Regions from separate parts of the Sus scrofa genome. Here region 2 is linked to region 1. The links are chromatin contacts, called in public Hi-C maps. All regions are on one chromosome and are shown on one strand. Each heading gives the region's core, a stretch centred on a gene start, on an enhancer-like site or on the middle of the called end of the contact. The rest is flanking DNA. Distances are from core to core; before and after follow the strand shown.

Region 1 (5,034 bases), core at 1,244-3,743:
TTTGAAAATGAGTGCTCAACTACTGAAGCTAATGTTGCTGGAATTATGGAGTTTCAGATAATGGGAGAAGTGGAAAACGACGTTCTTCTCAAAAGGAAGCTGAAGATTAGTTTACAAACAATTGATAAGTGCGCTTCCCTGTAGACAAAATCATAGAGAAGGCTAATATGTTAGAAAAACTTGAGCTGTGGATATGAGTGAAAGGGAGGAGTCAAGAGGATTGCAAGGTTTGGGACCTGAACAACTGGAAGAATGGTCTTGCCTGAGATGGGAGGCAGTGGGGATAAGGCATTTGGAGAAAGGACATTTTGTGTCTCAGATGGATATTTGACATCTGAATGGATATAAGCAGGAGGCAATTGGACATATGCTGTTGGATTTGGGGAGAGAGGTCTGGGCTGAAGATAAAAATCTGGAAAAATCATCAAGTGGATGGTATTCAAAACCTTGCGACTGAGATACGGCTAACAGGGTTTTTGTTTTGGCGTTACTCAACATTAAGAGGTCAAGAACAAGGGTATCTGTGAACTCACCTGCTTTTTTTGGGGGGAGGGGAGGTTTGGTTTGTTTTTGGCCATGCCCGTGCAGTGTGAATGTTCCTGGGCCAGGGATGGAACCTTGCCACAGCAGCAATCTGAGCCGCTGCAGTGACAACATCGGATCTTTAACCTGCTGTACCGACAAGAGAACTCCTAGCCTGCAAGTTTAGAATCTAAGAGTAGCAGATTCAGGAGTATATGGTGCCCTGGAAGACAAAGAAGGTTTATGATGGGGAAGGGGAGAAGAACTGTGCCAGATGCTGTTGATAAGACATAGAAGATGAGAATCCGCCATGAGCTTTAGCAACAGAGAGACTACAGGTGTCCTTGCAAAGAGTAGTTTTGGTGAAATCATGAGGCCAAAGTTTGATCATGTATTTGAGGAGTAATGGAAGGAGAGGTATAGGAAATAGTAAATATAGTCCAATTTATGGATAAATTTAAATATAGACCAGAGCCTTGGAGGAGCTACTGGTGGAGAAAGTGGGGTCAAGATAATTTTTTTTGGTATTTGCTTTTTTGTTTGAAGATCCAGGAAATAACAAAAAGAAAAGAGAGAGAGGGAAGCGTTGCTAGAGCAAATGCTTTAAGTAGGTGAGAGGAGACAGGACCTAGTGTGAATGTTGTAGGGGAGCAAAACTTGCCACCTCAAAATGTGTCTCTTTGGTAGGAGGATTTATTTTGGGTTTTTTGTTTGTTTGTTTGTTTTGTCTTTGTCTTCTTTAGGGCTGCACTCACAGCATATGAAGGTTCCCAGGCTAGGGGTCTAATTGGAGCTGTAGCCACCGACCTATACCACAGCCACAGCAATGCCAGATCCAAGCTGCATCTGCAAACTACACCACAGTTCACAGCAACGCCAGATCCTTAACCCACTGACCGAGGCCGGGGATCAAACCCTCAACCTTATGGTTCCTAGTTGGATTCCTTTCTGCTATGCCAAGATGGGAACTCCAGGAGGGTTTATTTTGGCTGATTGTTTTTAAGAAACAAGATTCAGGAAGTCTTTCTTTTTGTCCACTTCTTTGCTGCCTAAAAAAATTAAATAAAGGACTTGTTCCCAGAATAGAGCTGTCATCAAAGACTGTGGACCAGGTGTGCTGGGGGAACTGGGGGCAGGCCTAGAGATGAGTCTGCTCTGTGTCCCATTTGTCTCTGTATGGGCTACAAACATCTTTTTAGCAAACATTTGCTTTTCCATATCATGTGTATTGCCTTCTATACTTTGAAGTTCCAGATCATGACCCCTAACGTCCTCTTTTGTCTTTAGCTAATTAAGGTGAGGGCTTCTGCCATTTTGGGCATCCAAATCAGTTGTCTCCTATGCTTACATGTTATTAAACTTTTACTTGATTTTCTCCTGTTCAGCTGTGTCATGTCAATTTAATTTCTAAACCATCCGGAAGAATGTCCCACGAGGGAAAGGAAAAGTTCTTCCTCCCTGACGTGTTGGAGGGATCAGCTTCCATCTGAGCACCTGGGGCAACAGACAAGCAGGCTGAGTGTGCAACAGTTGCTGGTGAGTGAGTAGAGGTGGTAGAGGGTTTCTTCATGATGCTTCAGTTTTCAGGGAAGAAGGTAAGAAGCAATGTCATCAGTGGAGAATGGGGATGGATAAGGAGGTGATAGGAGAAGTGAAGAGAGGAAGAGATGTGAAATAGATGGCCAGAAGAATGAAAGAGCGAATAGAGAAATATAGTATGATGTGGGGGAAACTGAGAGCACGCTGGAAGTTTGTGATCGTGAATTTGAAGTTAGACCAGTTAGTCTGGTTGTGGATTTTTCTCCAAACATGTTCGGCTGCATAGTATAGGAAAAGAATAGGTGGAGATTTGGATTTTATCAGGGTTTTGATAAAAGCAAATGTCACAGTGATGAAGCAAGAGAGAAGCAGAGGAGTCAAGGGTATGCAAGATTATTGACTGTGGTTTTTATTTAACCTGGATACAGCTATGCCAAAGAAGTACTGATTCATGAATCAGTGTCAAATAAGAGAGTTTTGTTTTTTTGTTGCTTCATCCATGGTATGTGGAATTTTCCAGGCCAGGGGTTAAGCCTGTCCCACAGCTGTAACCAGAGCCACAGCAGTGACAATGCTAGATTCTTTACCCACTGAACCACCAGGTAACTCCACGGGAGATCTTATAGTTGCGTTTAACTGGCCTCTGTCTTCAACACCACCTTGAGAGTTGTATAATAAAAACTGTGTTAGGACAAATTATAGCATTTTGGTTATGAAAATTAAGAACAACAAATATCTATTGAGTATATCTCTATATTGGAATCCATTTCACAACTACAGTGTAGAAGCTGATTCAGAAGTGTCCTAAAACCATTAAATATATTATGTATCATGAAATATATTCAAGCATGAGGATAGGATCATCATCTAAACCGTGTCTTTAGCCTGTGTTTGTGTAGCATGTAGGAAAATGGAAAACAAGGTTTTATATACACTAACATGGAATGGAGGTACTGTGGTAAAGTTCAGAATTATAGAAATTAAGGCATAAACATTCATGAAGGTAATATTGTTCATTCTTTTCTTCCCAAAGTAATGCCTTCTTTTTCATTTCACATACATTACTATGTTTGCTTATTTTTATCTTCCCTCTTTATTCAATAGATCTTTACTGAGAATGTGCCATAAATAACATACTTTCTTATGAACTGTGCAAGTTGTAAAAATGAATCAGTCATGGTCCCTAACCCACAGAGCTTACGGTCTAGTGTTGAAATCAGATTTATTCACACATCTTAAAAACACAGAGAGAAAGTAGAGGTACGAAGAGGTTAAAAAAATAGGAAGAAGGCATCGGAAAATAACATGGCAGTTTCTTCAGAGACAAAACCTGAGCTATGACCATTAAGCCCAGAGCAATGAGCAGTTATGTTCTCACAAAAACTTACACACCCACATACATACCCATATAGTAGCTGTATTAACAGTAGCCAAAAACCGTAAACGACTTAAGTGCCCCTCAGTGGATGAATGGTGAAACAAACTGGTGCATCCATACTGTAGATTATTAGCAGTAATAAAAAATAAGAATGAACTACTGTGTATGTGATACGCACAACATGGATTGATCTCAAGGGAATCATCCTGAGGGAAGAAGCCAGCCTCCAGCGTTTACATACTGTATGATTGCATTTGTATACATTCTTGGACTAACAAATTACATAGATGGAGAACAGATTAATGGTTGCTGGGGCTTAGAGCCTGGAGACAGGGGGGTAGGGAAGAAGCCAGGTATGGGTAGCATGAGGATCAGACTACTTTGCATCTTGACTGTGATAGGGGCACACAGATCCACACATGCAATAAAATTACATGGAAACACACACACACAATTGCATGTTTTAAAAACATAAAATCTTGGAGTTCCTGCTGTGGCACAGCATACACGAATCTGATTAGGAACCATGAGGTTGCAGGTTTGACCACTGGCCTCGCTCAGCGGGTTAAGGATCCGGTGTTGCTGTGAGCTGTGGTGTAGGTTGCTGATATGGCTCGGATTCTGCGTTGGGGTGGCTGTGGTGTAGGCCAGCAGCTGTAGCTCCTCTTGGACCCCTAGCCTGGGAATTTCCATATGCTGCAGGTGCGGCCTTAAAAAAGCAAAAAAATAAAATAAAATAAAATTTCAAAAGGTTAATAGATTGCCTCCTGTCAAGTTTCTCACTGTGATGATGTACTGTAGCTAAGCAAAATGTCATCATTGCCAGAAACTGAAGATACACAGGATGTCTCGATGTATTACATTTTGCATCTCTATGTGAGTATAATTATCTGAAAATTTTGTTCAAAAAGTTGTTTTTAAGTGGTAAGGAATCTCAGAAAAAAGACATCATCTCTGCTTGAGGGAGTCAAGGAGAGCTTTGTGGAGGTGGCATCATTTGAACTAGACTATAGAGCTTGATATAATCCAGTTACTATATGGTTTAAAAATTGAAATGAAAAATTAGAATAACAGAGAATGACTTGACAATATGTTTTGGAATGATGCCAGTAAAACTTCTTTTGTAGAATCAGAATTAAACAACAAATCAGTCCATTCTATTGATCTAATCATCACTTCATTTCAGAAATATTTATGATGGCCAGCAAACACATGAAAAAATGCTCAACATCGTCGATTATAAGAGAAATGCAAATCAAAACTACCATGAGATACCACTTCACACCAGTCAGAATGGCCATCATTAATAAATCCACAAATAACAAGTGCTGGAGGCGCTGTGGAGAAAAGGGAACCCTCCTGCACTGTTGGTGGGAATGTAAACTGGTACAGCCACTATGGAGAACAGTTTGGAGATACCTTAGAAATCTATACATAGAACTTCCATATGACCCCACAATCCCACTCTTGGGCATATATCCGGACAAAACTCTACTTAAAAGAGACACATGCACCCGCATGTTCATTGCAGCACTATTCGCAATAGCCAGGACATGGAAACAATCCAAATGTCCATCAACAGATGATTGGATTAA
Region 2 (5,365 bases), core at 1,601-4,100, 890 kb after region 1:
CATTTTTGTGTGTTAAGGATTTCTGAACAAAGAAATTTGGAATTTGCTTAGCAAACCCTTGGAAGTTAAAAAATGACTGAGATTCACTCTCTGGGGGGTATGCATTTACATTTCAAAGAGGAATAAAATATGGAATCCAGGAAACGTTCCTGGTCTTGACAAACTGGTGGCACTTAATACATCCCCACTCTGGAGACATTTATTTACATTCCAAAGGATAAGAGACCTGAAACCCTCTCCTCCATTTCCCAATTTTAATTTGTTGAAATTAAGGAAACTGAGCTTTCCTTTCTCTTGCTGGACTAGAGGAAGGCAACAGGTAAATATATCGGTACTCACGTTTTGAGAGTTCCACTCCTGGACTGCAAAAACAGCCTTTGTACTTGCAGGTGTGCCCATCTGACTCTCTCATTACTTCAGAAGGAGAAGGAATTAGGGTTAAAAGGAATTTGTAAAGTTATCTCTGTGAGTAATAATACCCGATCTCTGTTGTATGTTTACTTTCAGATAACATGAATAAATATAAGGATTAAACCTAGCACAGCATTGATATTTGATTTCATTATATCATACTTTTGTGGCAGGGTTGAAGGTGGCTTTCTTAAATTCCATCATTTCAGGACATAGATGGAGATGTATTATTTTTCCTTTATTCATTTCACACATCATCTGTTGAGAATGTGGTAGGCACCAAGGTACAGCAGTGGGTAAAAGCAGACCTAAACCCCCACAATCTGTTCAGATGAAGCAGACAATAGACGCAAAAGAGAGACTTTTAGAGTGCCAGATAATGGTTAGCATGGATTTCTAAAAAGTAAAGCAGAGTGGTAGGGTAGAGCTATTTTCTTTTAGATATGGTGTCAAAAAAGCCCTTTCTGAGCAGACAGTATTTGAACAGAGATCTGAATACGAAAAGTGAGTGAGCCATAAAATTATTTGGGGGAAGAGCATTACAGCCTAAGTGTAGTGCATGTGCAATTGTGCCAAGTTAAGACATGCCCTGTATGTTTGGGGAACAAAGGAGGTTAGTGTCGATGGAGGAAAAAAGTGGAAGTAGGAGGAGATGAGGTAACAGAGATGGGGAGCCATATGTACTCTAACATCCATTGTTGTTCTGGAGCATTCATCACAGAGATCTGAGCAGAGGACTGAGCCATCTGATTTCTATTTTATTTAACTAATTTATTTATTTGTTTATTTATTTTAGGGCTGTGCTGGCAGTAAATGGAAGTTTCCAGGCTAGGGGTCAAATTGGAGCTATAACTGCCGAGCCTGTGCCACAGCAATGCAGGATCAGAGCTGGGTCTGAGATGTATACCACAGCTCACGGCAACGCTAGATCCTCAACCCACTGAACGAGGCCAGGGATCGAAGCCGTGTCTTCATGGATCCTAGTCAGGTTCGTTATCAGAACCACAACAGGAACTCCTGATTTCTACTTAAAAATATTTACTGGTATCAATTCAGTCACCTCATACACCTAAGAGAAAATTATATTCCTTATGCTCTTTTAGGAATGACTCTTTTAAAATTAAATAGCTTAGAGTCCTGCCTTGTGCTTCTCCTTGGCTTAACTGCACCCTGAACACAACCATCTCTAAACTACAGATTAAGCACCCTTTGCACCATTGCCTGACAGTCAAAGATATAAGCAAAGGATTTTTTTTTTGACTTTAGATTTGATAATTTATTCTTAGATGACATTAAAACACAAGCAACAAAAGAAAAAAAATGGACAGACTTGACTTTATAAAAACTAAAAACATCTGTACTTCAAAAGATAGTATCAAGAAAATAGAAAAAAAATAGGAGTTCCCCCTGTGGTACAATGGGATTGGTGGTGTCTTTGGAGCCCTGGGAGTCGGGTTCAATCTTTGGCCTGGCACAGTGGGTTTAAAGATCCTGTGTTGCCACAGCTGTGGCGTAATTCACAACTGCAGCATGGACAAGATGTTTTTTTTGAGTACTTTCCCAGATTGCCCTAATCTCTGATCAACATGCCTTTTTTGCAAGTATTTTTATTTTTGGAAAAATCGAGACATGATAACCCAGATCACTAGGATCACACTGAGATCTCATGACACCAACCTCAATGACTAAAGATTCATCGAAAGAAAGAAGAATGCATATTTGGCCTCAACCCTGATTCTTATCTGGAATCCTACTTTTCTCCTTTTTGCTATAAAACTCTCTGCAATTCTTCCCAATAAGGGAGAGTCTTTAAGGCTTTAGCATTCTGTGCCCTCCTTTGCCTGGCAGAGTAGTAAAAGCTATCTTTTTCTCCTTCACCATGAACTCCATCTCTGCATTTCTATTCGGCAACTGTGGACAGAGGTCAAGTTTCAGCAACAGGGAGTGTGCTGAAAATAAAGGTGAGGCTGGAGGTGCAGGCAAGGGGAGAAGAAGAAGGAATAGTTGGGGCTGCCAACTGGAGAAAACCACGCACAACAACATGAGGGTTGTGAGTTCAGTTTTGTGTGGGGCTTACTGAGGACTATGGTGGGGGAGACACCTTCTCAGAGAAGTCGGAGAGGAACTGCTCCAAAGAGGTGGAGGGAGGTCAGAATATATGTGATTTTGGTGAAGAGGACATGTGCAACCAAGCAAACATCTCTGTAGAAGTTTGAGGCTAGTCGTGAGGAGCCCATGTATCCATTAACGATTTTAGTGCTTCTCTAAGCAAGAATTTGAGTTTATAAAAATTTCTCCTGAAAATATCTATCTGAAGGTTTGTTCTGCCAGTTTTTCCAAAGCACAGAGTGTGTCTCATTCCTACTCTCCACCCTGAACTCCTCTCAGGGTGGGTAAAAGATCAGCCCAGCACAGTGGCTAATGACCTAAGCCTTGTTGAACCAGACGGTGGCAACATTCATTAGCTGGCAGGAGCTTTTGCAGCTGTCCAGGCAATGGACCATGCTGGCTTGGATAAAAATGAAAGTGATGGATTTGGTAAGAATTGATCCTAGAGCCAACAGGGCTTGGGAATGATAAGTGAGAGAGTAAAGTAAAGAATGATTTCAAAGTTTGGAGGCTAGGTCAAAGCATGTTTTATTTGGAATTCATTCACCTGGGATATGAGCTTCAGGAATGGGAGAATAAAATAAGCCTTCAATTTTGAATTCTAATTGTGAGAAGTCAATAGACATCTACATGGAGATGGGTGGAAAATCCAGCACAGAGATAACACTTTATACCCTATAAATGATTTCATTCTGTTCTTCATAAAGTATAAATTTCATTCAGGTTTTTTGTTTGTTTGTTTGCTTTGCTCAAATATCACTTTCATAGGCCTTTCAAGATCAAATTATACAAAATAGTGACTTCCCCCAAACTTCAGTCCTTTACTCTTCATTATCGTAATCCGCAGAATTTATCTCCACATAGCATGTTACACATTTGTAAGAATATAGGTCTTCTCATGTTTTTTCTCTCCCTCCACCAAAATAAAACATAGGCTTCATGAAAGCAGGACATTTAATAGTCATAGCTGTTTCCCTGGTAATTGTCTAACACATAACCACTGATCAATACTTTTGAATCAAAGTATAACTCATATTTATTTTGATACTTACATGTTTCACAAAATATTTCTTTTTTTTTTTTTTTTTGGTCTTTTTGCTATTTCTTTGGGCCGCTCCTGCGGCATATGGAGGTTCCCAGGCTAGGGGTTGAATCGGAGCTGCAGCCACCAGCCTACGCCAGAGCCACAGCAACGCGGGATCTGAGCCGCGTCTGCAACCTACACCACAGCTCACGGCAACGCTGGATCGTTAACCCACTGAGCAAGGGCAGGGATCGAACCCGCAACCTCATGGTTCCTAGTCGGATTTGTTAACCACTGTGCCACGACGGGAACTCCCACAAAATATTTCTGAGTAAAATAACTGTTATTATTCATATGTTTTCCCATAACACCAACCCAGGTGTCTAACATTATTAGGCATTAAACTATTTAATTAGTAAATAAAGAACTGAATGATTTTCATTGATTTCTTATTTAATGTAATTTTAACAACTTTTTTTTTTTTTTTGCATATTTGTAGGTAAGGATGCTAAAAGCCTAGCCTCTAAACAGAAGGAATTTTCTCAGTACTCTGCATGAGCGATGATGTAGATTTCACTCGTACTTCCTAACATCTGGTGTTCCTCTCCTTCCCGAACATTTAGAAGACTGAATTTCTTAGCCCCTGTGGAGTTAAATGGGATCATGTGACTTTCAGACCAATGAGCTATAGCCCAAAATGAAATGATGGGACCTGACTCCCGTTGTTCTTTTCCTTTGCTAGGATAAGAGGAAATATGTCTTCAGAGGTTCTTAATCTGGGATCTGTGGATGGAATTTAGGAAGGCTGTGTACTTAAATGTGGGGAAAAAAATCTCCTGATTTTTATTGACCTCTAACTTAAATTTAACACCTTATTTCATTATGAAGGTGGCAACAAATCCCAATAGCATTAGCAATATAAATGTCACCAAAAGAAATTAAAGACACCCTCACGTCATATTACAGACTTTGTCTATATTTGGTCATTAACAGAGTTGTAAAAATACTAAAATTATGTAACAAGAGTAAAAGCTTTTCACAACGAGGCAACATTTTTAAGTGAACATAAGGAACACTTTCAAATCAAATTCATAAGTATTTATTAGATTAAAAAAAGATACATATGATAATACCTATTGTTGATACAAATTGCTTTAGAATACACTGTGCATACAGGCATACTCCATGAAATAACTTCCTCTTGATTAATGTTTTCCTAGTGTAAGACATTTTGATTTTCAGTACTCAAATTTCTTGAATGCATCTCTCTCTCTCTCTCCATTTATAGACTTGGTCTCTTGGCCTGTGTCTATGCAACTTCCATTTTTTATTTTATTGGGGTATAGTTGACTTACAAAGTTGTGCTAGTTTCAGGTGTACAGCAAATTGGATCATATATATATATATATATATATATATATCTCCAATCTTTGAATCTCTTAAGCATCTAATTAAACTTTCACATGTATGTTTAATTCCTAAGACTTTCTCTCTTGATGTGTGTCTAATTACCTTCAAAATTCTGACTCTATAAGTCAAAGAGTTACCACTTCCCCTATAATTTCCTATTAGCTCCAGTAGTAATAAAGAAGCATAAATTAAATTCAGGTCCTATCATTAATTTTGGAAAATCCTCAACAATTTCCTGTCTTTTTCCCCCTCATTTTAGGATTGTTGTCATCTCTTGGATATCCTCATAGCAGGTCATTCTCCCTGCAATCTTTTACATGATTATGTCAGGCACCCTCACACACTACAAAGAAAAACAAACTTAGATAATCATTCCTAACCTGACTGCCTATGGTGTCTGTTTTATTTAGG

The links. A called contact is a pair of places that touch in the nucleus more often than the background predicts.
Region 2: a contact with region 1 is called in a Hi-C map of liver, with 4 times the contacts expected there. The contact joins two enhancer-like sites. A contact is called at or near these places in 2 of 47 Hi-C or Micro-C datasets (embryonic fibroblasts and liver).

The regions. Positions count from the first base shown.
Region 1 is chr8:65,963,523-65,968,556 of Sscrofa11.1, forward strand. No RefSeq gene overlaps it. Among named protein-coding and RNA genes, the nearest start is that of YTHDC1, 120 kb to the right of the region's middle. Within about 2 kb of position 2,494, at least 2 of the 83 cell types and tissues checked have an H3K27ac peak or open chromatin away from gene starts, as enhancers often do. A contact at or near this core is called in liver, where this site is marked.
Region 2 is chr8:66,852,366-66,857,730 of Sscrofa11.1, forward strand. No RefSeq gene overlaps it. Among named protein-coding and RNA genes, the nearest start is that of SULT1E1, 17 kb to the left of the region's middle. Within about 2 kb of position 2,851, at least 1 of the 83 cell types and tissues checked has an H3K27ac peak or open chromatin away from gene starts, as enhancers often do. A contact at or near this core is called in liver, where this site is marked.